Regions from separate parts of the Drosophila melanogaster genome. Here region 2 is linked to region 1. The links are chromatin contacts, called in public Hi-C maps. All regions are on one chromosome and are shown on one strand. The core of a region is the stretch at or near the end of the contact, and the rest is flanking DNA. Distances in the headings are between cores, read along the strand shown. Region 1 holds the start of LanA (Laminin A). Region 2 holds the start of Unr (Upstream of N-ras).

Evidence for each region. A called contact is a pair of places that touch in the nucleus more often than the background predicts.
Region 2: a Hi-C map of the S2 cell line shows a contact between it and region 1, with 3 times the contacts expected there. A contact is called at or near these places in 5 of 107 Hi-C or Micro-C datasets (the D17-c3 cell line, the S2 cell line, embryo and 1 more).

Annotation. Positions count from the first base shown.
Region 1 is chr3L:6,215,775-6,220,243 of dm6, reverse strand. It overlaps LanA (Laminin A), which reads left to right and starts at 2,222. Exons shown (of 15, transcript NM_057269.3): 1 at 2,222-2,650; 2 at 2,995-3,141. The coding sequence starts at 2,429.
Region 2 is chr3L:8,440,471-8,444,939 of dm6, reverse strand. It overlaps Unr (Upstream of N-ras), which reads left to right and starts at 2,625. Exons shown (of 11, transcript NM_001259740.2): 1 at 2,625-2,733; 2 at 3,222-4,469. CG6983 reads left to right here. Exons shown (of 2, transcript NM_001300055.1): 2 at 388-1,898. The coding sequence ends at 893.

The DNA.
Region 1 (4,469 bases), core at 973-3,472:
AGCTATTTATTCTTTTTTAAGTGCTTATTTACACACATTATATTTTTAGCAAGTGAGTGTCAATTAAGCATGCAACGTTTTTGTTAATTATCTTTCTCCATTATTTTTTGTACCGTGCAAGCATTTTTTGTCACTCTGGAGTCGGTGAATTTTAATGAGTTTATTGTAAAATTATTTGCAACTCTTACCTGATTTTCAGATTAATAATATAATTATTTACATGTGAAAAAATTACATTTATTTTTATTTCAAAAAAATAATCGCTTTGAATACTTTGTATATAAATGGAAAACTTTTCGGAATCTGATACTTTATGGCCCACTGTGCAGCTGCTGTGTGGGCTAAGCCAAATCGAGAACTTCTTGTTAATGTTGCAATCGTCGAATTTTTTCCTGAGTTTTTTTTACAAGCACATATTTCCATTAATTTTTTCGGCAATGTTCATTTGCGTGTATTGCATAAGGCAAAGGCGCAGAACCGCGCGATGCGAATTACGTCATCAGAACTCGTTTACATACAGCCATGAGAAGCTGAGAAGCTTAAGCTGCTGCGCAGGCGCAGCAATTGAGGCCAAAAATAAAAAGAACTGGCCGTTCTGACACTCGACACAGTCTTTATCAATGCATTTACTTATGTCATTGCAAACGGCGGAAAACGAGTTTGGCTACAACCAATACAGTTACCAAAAAAAAATACAAAACGCGAAATCCGAATTGCCCCAACACTTTGGTCATGAATTTTGCACAATATTTAGCTGTGATTGTGATTTTCAATAGTTGCTGCTGCTAGCTAGTCTCTGTATTTGGCTCTTTTAATCGGTATAGCAATAAACTTCAAGATTTTGTCGATCGTGGGCTAAAATTGAGGTGCGCAATTTTCGATTCTTTGGTCAGGCCTGAGTGAGTTTTGTAGCAGTTATTTTGCTTTAACAACAATTACTTCAGTAAGCTATTACACTTCTGGGTAAACGAAAGGTGGCAATAGCTTAATGGAAAATCATTTAAATAAGTTTGATTTTAAATGCTACACGAATGGCTAAGCACATATAAATTAAATTACGTTAAAGGCTGCAATAAAAACTTAATAAAAATGTTCGGTGTCTAATAGCAGTACTTTTAAGCTATCGCTTGTGTTGTAATATCAATGCTTAATTCTTTCACAAGCTCTATCCATATTATCAATTTAAGAACCCTTAAAAGTAAGAAATTATCCCAGCTTAACGCTATGAATTTATCAAGCTGTGGCTGGAGTATTGTTGAGATTATTTCAAGCGTTCAAGCTTAAAGTAGTACATTTCAATAGAAGATAGAGTATACATTTTCTTAGTGCTAAAGTCAATCTTCATAAGCGGAAGGCGTTTCACCCATTCCACAACGTTCCCCGATGACAACGAACCGGTTTTCCGTTTTGTTTTGTTCCGATTCCGCCCGGCCGGCGAATGAGAAAAAAAACAAATAGCTGGAAAAGATTTTGTAAACATACGTTCAGAGCAAAACAAAATCGGATAAGCGGACATTCTCTCAGTTAAATTAAAGTGCCAAAGAGAAGAGCACCCGATCGACTGCCGATCGAGCGACTACGAACACCAAAACTTTTGGGGCCTCGGGAAAACTTCTCGCTGCAGTTTAATCAGTTGCTCACCAACTGCGAGACCAGTTAGATGTGCTGCGATGTAATGAGGAAAGAATATTTATCAAGGAACACACATGAAATTTGAATTTTTCGTCAAATTTTTTGGGCATTCTCAAAAGACAATTATCATTATAACTTATAAACACATTTCATGTGAGATGATAGTAAAAGCACCAAACTGCATTGAAATGATGTTACAATCTTGGTCTTAAGTAACTTTGGTTACAGGTGATAGAACTAAGTTAACAATCCTAGCAACTAACGTTCGTATTATCCTAGGTTATGATGAACCCAAGAAGAATGCTGATATAATGAACAAATTAAATACAATTACATATATTTTAAATGATTATATAACCTCATAAGTCAAATGGCGATAATCCGTATCTTTTATTCCGGCTTCAGAATTTTCTGAAATAAGACGGATAAGAGGATGTGAATACATTATAGGGTCGGAAAGACTATCGTTCTCTCAGCTGTATAGAATGCCGAAGACGAGAAAAGCCGAAGGCATACGAAAAGAGCCGATCGGACGACTATCAAAATCAAATTTTTCGGGGTCTCGAGGAAAACTTCTCGCTGCGGTGCCATCAGTTGCTCGAGAAGAGCCATCCAGTGCGGTTGGATGAGCTCCACCAAAGGAATACGAAAAGAACAGTGAAAAAAGTGAAATACAGCAGATAAGAAAGTGAAATACATACATAAGTGAACCGGGAAAGAAAGAGATAGAACCGGAAGTGGTCCGTGGAGAAAGGACTGTCGTTATCGCAGCGCGGGTGCTTGAACTCTCGGCACAATGGGGCACGGAGTGGCCTCCATTGGGGCTCTGCTAGTAATCCTGGCCATCTCCTATTGCCAGGCGGAGCTAACGCCACCATATTTCAATCTGGCCACGGGCAGGAAGATTTATGCCACAGCTACGTGTGGCCAGGATACGGATGGACCAGAGCTCTACTGCAAACTAGTGGGAGCCAATACGGAACACGATCATATCGACTATTCAGTTATCCAGGGACAGGTAACTATAATCGACATCCAGCAACGCCCAAAAATCTTTTCAGTATACACACATGATGAGATAATCTTTAACTTTACACTGAAAAAAAGTTAATGTTTAATTTCAAAATAAAGCTGAATCAGGAGAGATAACAAATTACAATCGATTATATTGGTTATCCAACTTAATTAAGAATTTCTTCAAACTATTATTTAGTTAAAAATCAAAACTTTATATTTCAAGTGTGCACTGCATTTAGACGTCCCCCACATGTGTTGAACATTCGAATTGGGCTCTAAAAATACTCTGGACTGAATTTGGATTCCATTTTCTTTTTCTAACATGTGTTTTCTGCGTTTTTGTAGGTCTGCGATTACTGCGATCCCACGGTGCCGGAGAGGAATCATCCGCCAGAGAACGCGATCGATGGCACCGAGGCCTGGTGGCAGAGTCCTCCGTTGTCCAGGGGCATGAAATTCAATGAAGTCAATTTGACCATCAACTTCGAACAGGTAAGCAGCAGAGAACATAAAAGATACCAAAGGTATCCGCCTAAGAAACGCATAGAGACGGGGAGACGGTGGATGGATGCAACTCGTTTTCGGGTTCGACCGATGGGATCGGATCGTAAAATTTGAAAACAATTTTAATGGGTTTTCATTTCGTCGACGTCGACACAGCAAAAACTGAACGAAAAAAATGTTGCTGAGCTCGAGTATTTGTTGTTGGCAAAGGGGAAGGCTTTGGAGTTGTGGGTTATCAGTATGTCAGCAGTCCCTACATACAATATACACAGAGATATGTACGAACATACATACACACACTTTTGAATGGGAGTTCTCGGTTTACAGGCTGCTTAGAAACCGACTCGGAGCATTGACTTTTTCGAGCGGTTCATTCGGAATGGTTTTTTTTAGCGATAAAGGCATTATGTTTCTTAAGGCACACCAGCATGCGACAAATATGAATTGAGAGCAGCCTGATAATGGGCCCGAGTCGCAAGAAACTACAGTCTTATCATCAGATTGTTTCTCAGTTTGTTCTATAAAAAGTTGTGCCTCGGACTCGCCTACGTTCTTATCTCACTTGCAACGGAAGCGAGTAATCCACGAGGTCGGGAATTTAATTTTGAGAATAATTGCGCTAAGATTTCAACAGCTCAGCATGATCTCATTCGTGTTAATTCCTTAGTTGCACTTTTCCTAATTCACAAAATGCAACTGAATATGAGACATTGGTTTATATATAGACTGCGAAACACCAGGAATGCTGGCAACTCGAATGCTAAATTTGTGAGATACATATTTGCAGAATTATGTACATCGACGTTTTTTTGCTTCAAAATCATGAACTTCCACATGGGTGAAACTAATGAAAACACAGAAAAGTAAACAAATCTCTGAAACCAAACATGTGCGCCTGTGTACAAAGATATTAACGCATGGCTGTATCTTTGTATATGTGTGGACCTTCGTATCTCTCAGTTCGCTTTCAATTGAAGCCAAATTAAAAAGCAAACATAACCCAAGACAATATAAATAAACGATGAAAAAGTGGCCGGTTCTACTGCAGAACATTTGGAGTTAATTTCCCCACAGTGATCTCATGTTGTCGTCTCACATTTGTCTGTGAGGCGATGTATGTACATATATAATCGTAATGTGTACGCTGGACTAATAAATTTCAATGAATTTGCTTGTTCAAAATGAATTTTGTGTCTTGGGGGAGACTTGAAAAAACTAAAGTGGGTAAAATTGTTGAAGACTCTTATATTGAAATTGAAATGAGTAAATCTTATCTTTAACATATTTGGGGTTACTCAATAACATTTTTAATTTAA
Region 2 (4,469 bases), core at 1,376-3,875, 2.2 Mb before region 1:
TACCTGGCTGACCTTAGGCTCCGCGGACACACAATTTATCATTATTTAACAAATAAGATTCTCAATTAAAGTCTGTGCAAATTTACAATTTGCAAACATGCAAACATCAGGGAAACTGCGTAACTAGTAAAAGGTCAGGCTTAAAGATGGCTTGTGAAATTCCAGATACGACTGAAAAACATGAAGTAAAGGTTTATATAATTAATTTATACATAGTAGCTAGAGCCTTACTTTGAAACTCTAAATGTAATTAAAATGTATTACTTTCCAACCATGCACAACTATAGAACCACCAGTCCTTAGATGTATGCATAGATTTATATTTATAGATTTATACTTATTGTTTTTTTTTTAACCAAATCTAACATCCACTTTTCTTTTTTCAAGACCACCATGTGCACTTCGACACGAACACGGTGAAGGATGACTTCGAATCGGACAGCTGTGTGACATACCAAAGGTCTGGTGACACGATTGTGGTGAGCCTGGGCTTTCTGCAGATCAGGCATCGCTATCTGATCGAACTGAAGCTGCCGACGTCGCTATTCGGCGATGCCAAGACGCTGGCCAGCAAATTTGAGCCGGTGATTAGCGCCACGCCGAGCTTGCACTGCAGGATCACGGAGTTCGAGGGCACCAAGCATGATGAGCACGACTTTTTCGAAATGAAAATCGAGTTCTTTGCCTACAAGGAGAAGCTGTTGCGCGAGGTCCTGCACATTGTCAGCTCATCGAACGCCAAGGAGCTGCTACAGCTGGTCATAGCCGCTCGGGTGTTGGGCAAGGGCAAGGGTACTCCTATGCTGCGGACTGGAATCCATTGCATCGGCGTCGAGAGGGATGACGATGAGTCGGAGGCGTCGGATTTCGCTGGCTTCGACAGCAAGCCCTAAGATGGCAACCCAATTCTCGCCTTGCCGCAACTTGTTTTCTTAGTTAATTGCAAATATCTGCATAGTTCTTAAGTGAAAGAGAAGAGAATAATATGTAACATTAGTTATTACCTACAAGTTATCGTGTACGTAAATTCATTGAGCATTTACATTTAGATTTCGGTTTCACTTTTGCTTCGTGTACTTAACATTTGTAAAATAATCGTGTACGTGTTTGTGTTACACGTGAGTGGGCGAACTGCCAAATATACTTGACATTTTTATTGATATTCAAGACCGTGTTATGTCCCAAATTCTTGATTTTGCCACTAAGATTAAAATGTTAAACAGTTTGTCTTCAAATGAATATTGAAATGTATTAAAGCCATGTAAGCTGAGGAAATTTCATGCCCTTTTAAGCAATGGACAGTTTTAATAGCCTATAGCTAAACGGGTTTTTAAAATTTTAAAATTTCGCTGTACATACATAAAGACGTATTTATTTATATTCCATATAAACTGCACCATACACAACAAATATTGTCACAAAAATATATGTTTGAAATATATCCCTAGAACAACACAGAGACCAAACTTTGGACCTTTTGCAAATGTGTATAGAAATGTAACGCAATCCAGGCAATTAAATAACCCTAAAATATGCAAAACCAGATGCAATTTAATGTGTGACCAAATCGAAGTGCTCGTAACGTAAAAATTATAAACATGATATTAAATCTTTTTAACTACAATTAGCCCGAGATTTATATTTAGCGAGGGCGTTTTGATAATCTATTCATGTTGATAACATTTTGCACTGTCGAATGTATAAAAGGCACCGTAACCAATTAACTAGATTTTGTAAATTGTAATCTTTAAAAATCTGTTCAAGGATAATCAATTTATCAGCATACATATGTATTGGATCCCATTATCATGCAAAATACCATTTAAGTTAATTATGGATTAAGCAACCAAGGAGCTGCTGAAATAAAATTCGTTAAAAGACCCAGGAAGACGTAAAACTAATGTGATTTTCTGTGGGCTGCTAAAAGGAATCTAAAAAAGGGATTTTTTGTGTTTTATGTTTTATGTGACAGAACTTCCGAAAATTAAGAATTAAACTAAGTGAATACACTTCTGCATTTTTGGGGGAATTCCAATTTTACAAAGATAATAACATATCTTCCATATTTATTTATCAGAACAAATAAAACTAGTTTCATTTTTTAAATCAATATATTGCCGCTTAATAAAAGGCGAAAAGATTTTGGGGTTGGCTTAAGTTAGAAATAGCTAGCGATGGTTCTTGTCTCGAATACGTACAGTTTAAAATTAAATATTTAGATGTAATTTTCTTAGTAATAATCCATTTAATTACATAAATTGCTTTTGTTTATTATTAAAACTAAGAATATTACATAAAAGTCACATACAATTCATATTTTATAATTTGCAGTGATAGCATAGAAAATGACATAGATGTATAACCCTGCACTTCTACTACTTTTAGACATTGCATTAAAGATAGTCCCTTTAACTGAATTAAAGTTAAATCGTTATCTTAGATAAGTTTTGATTATTTAAATATAGGAATAGAAAAGCTAAGAGATCCCTGCTCCTACTCCCATGACCACTGACGTCACAATTGTCCCTCTCTTCGCACACCTTCCAACACTGCCATCGTGCTGTCGGCAAATATGGCGCCCGCTAGCAGTTGTTGTGCTGTCGTGTGGTACGTGTGGCTGGTCCAGAAAATTCTCGTTCGCTTCAAATAGGACTATTATTTAACTCAAATTCGGAACGAAAATATGCAGAAAATGTGCCGCGAACAAAGCTGTGATGGAAAAATATGAAATGTGTTAGGGAAATTAGTTTTTAAATGGCGAATTAACGTTTTTTCGTTGCCCAGCCAGATTTTCTACGCTTCTGTGTGTGTGTGTGTGCGTTTGAGGGTACCAAATTTGCAGCCCGAAAAAAAAGTTGATGAAAATTCGTTTTTTTGCTACCAACTTGGCACTTCGGTGACTGTGCATGTGTGTGTGCAGTCTGCGGGGTTGCTAATTTTACGCTAAAAACCACAACAATAATGTGTAAAAATAGTTTACGATTGCAATTGCGTGTGCGTGTGTATGGGCGTGCATGTGTGTGTGCGTAGTAGGTTGCGCCAGTGTGTGTGCAATTTTTTCCGGCAGGCAAAAATCTCTCCATTTGCAACACTGAAAAATCGATAAAACTGCAGCAAGACTTTCGGTGTAGATTTCACTAGCCAAAAATAAAAGAAATAATAAAAAAGATGTATTAATTTTTCTTAATCGTTTCCACCTTTCTCTTTTTCTCATTCAACAGCTTTTGTAACTAAAACTCCGTTTTGACATCACTTTCATCATAATCTGAAAAAATAATAATAATATAAAAAAACAACAACAAATATGATAAAAAAATAAAAAAATCACCATCGAAAACGAATCAAAAAATAATACATACAAATATAAATCGCAAATAATTGAAAGTTACAGCAGAAATAAAAAACAACAACAACATAGCTCAAAAGGAAAAAGTCAAAGCAAAAACTTTTTAAGTTTTTTGGACTCTTCTTTGTTTTTGTTTCGTTTGCTTTGCAAAGAAAAACACACAAAACAGAAAAAACGAGAATTTTTACGCCGCCCGTCGGTGTGAGCGAGACAGACAGAGAGGGAGATAAAGCGACTGCGCAAATAAAAAAAGAAAACAAAACAACAAACAACATAAAAAACAAGCCAAGCTTGAAACGAAGACTTTCAAATAAAACAACAACAAAACCAACAACAAACCAAACAAATTGAAACGCTGTGAAATTAACTCGTCAATACTCAAAAGCACCAACAAATAAATAAACAAAAAGAAAAGCTAAAACAAAATAAAAGGCAAACCACGAAGGAGCAAGTAAAGCGGAGTTTAACAAGAAAACGGCAAAAGCACTGAAAACAAAAAAGCAACGGGAAACGAAACTAACGTGAAGTCAAAGGCAACGGCGCTGCGGCGTTCGGACTCTCGAATAAAACAAAAACAATTCAAGCAAAACCGCAAAACCTACACTTGGAAAAACGCTAAATAAATCCCAAATTCCTCATTATTTTTCCTGAAAAGCTTTAATTTAATTACGAATTTTTTGTTGTTAAGTCAGAGTGAATTCAATTTGCTAATTAATTTAAATTAAGACATCAACAACCGAGCTACAAAAGCAGCAACAACAACAAACAAACAACAACCAACAAACAACTGAATTAATGTTTTAAAGTACAAAATAACCGGGAGTAAATCAACAACAAATAATTTAAACATATTAAAAACGATTTAATTTAAAACGCAACATCAATCTAAATTATTTAACTAAACATAAAAACAAACACTGCTAGAATTTAAGTCCAAAAACAACTGATAAACGCCCACAAGGGCGAAAGGGAAGTGGGAGACAGAGCGATAAATGGAGGAGAAGCGAGGAGAGCTGAATAAAACCGATCAAGCAACAATTGTGCCGCAAAAAAAGTGTGAATAAAAAATATATACTAAAAAAATAACGGTAACAATAAAGAAAACATTTAAAACCAAAAATCT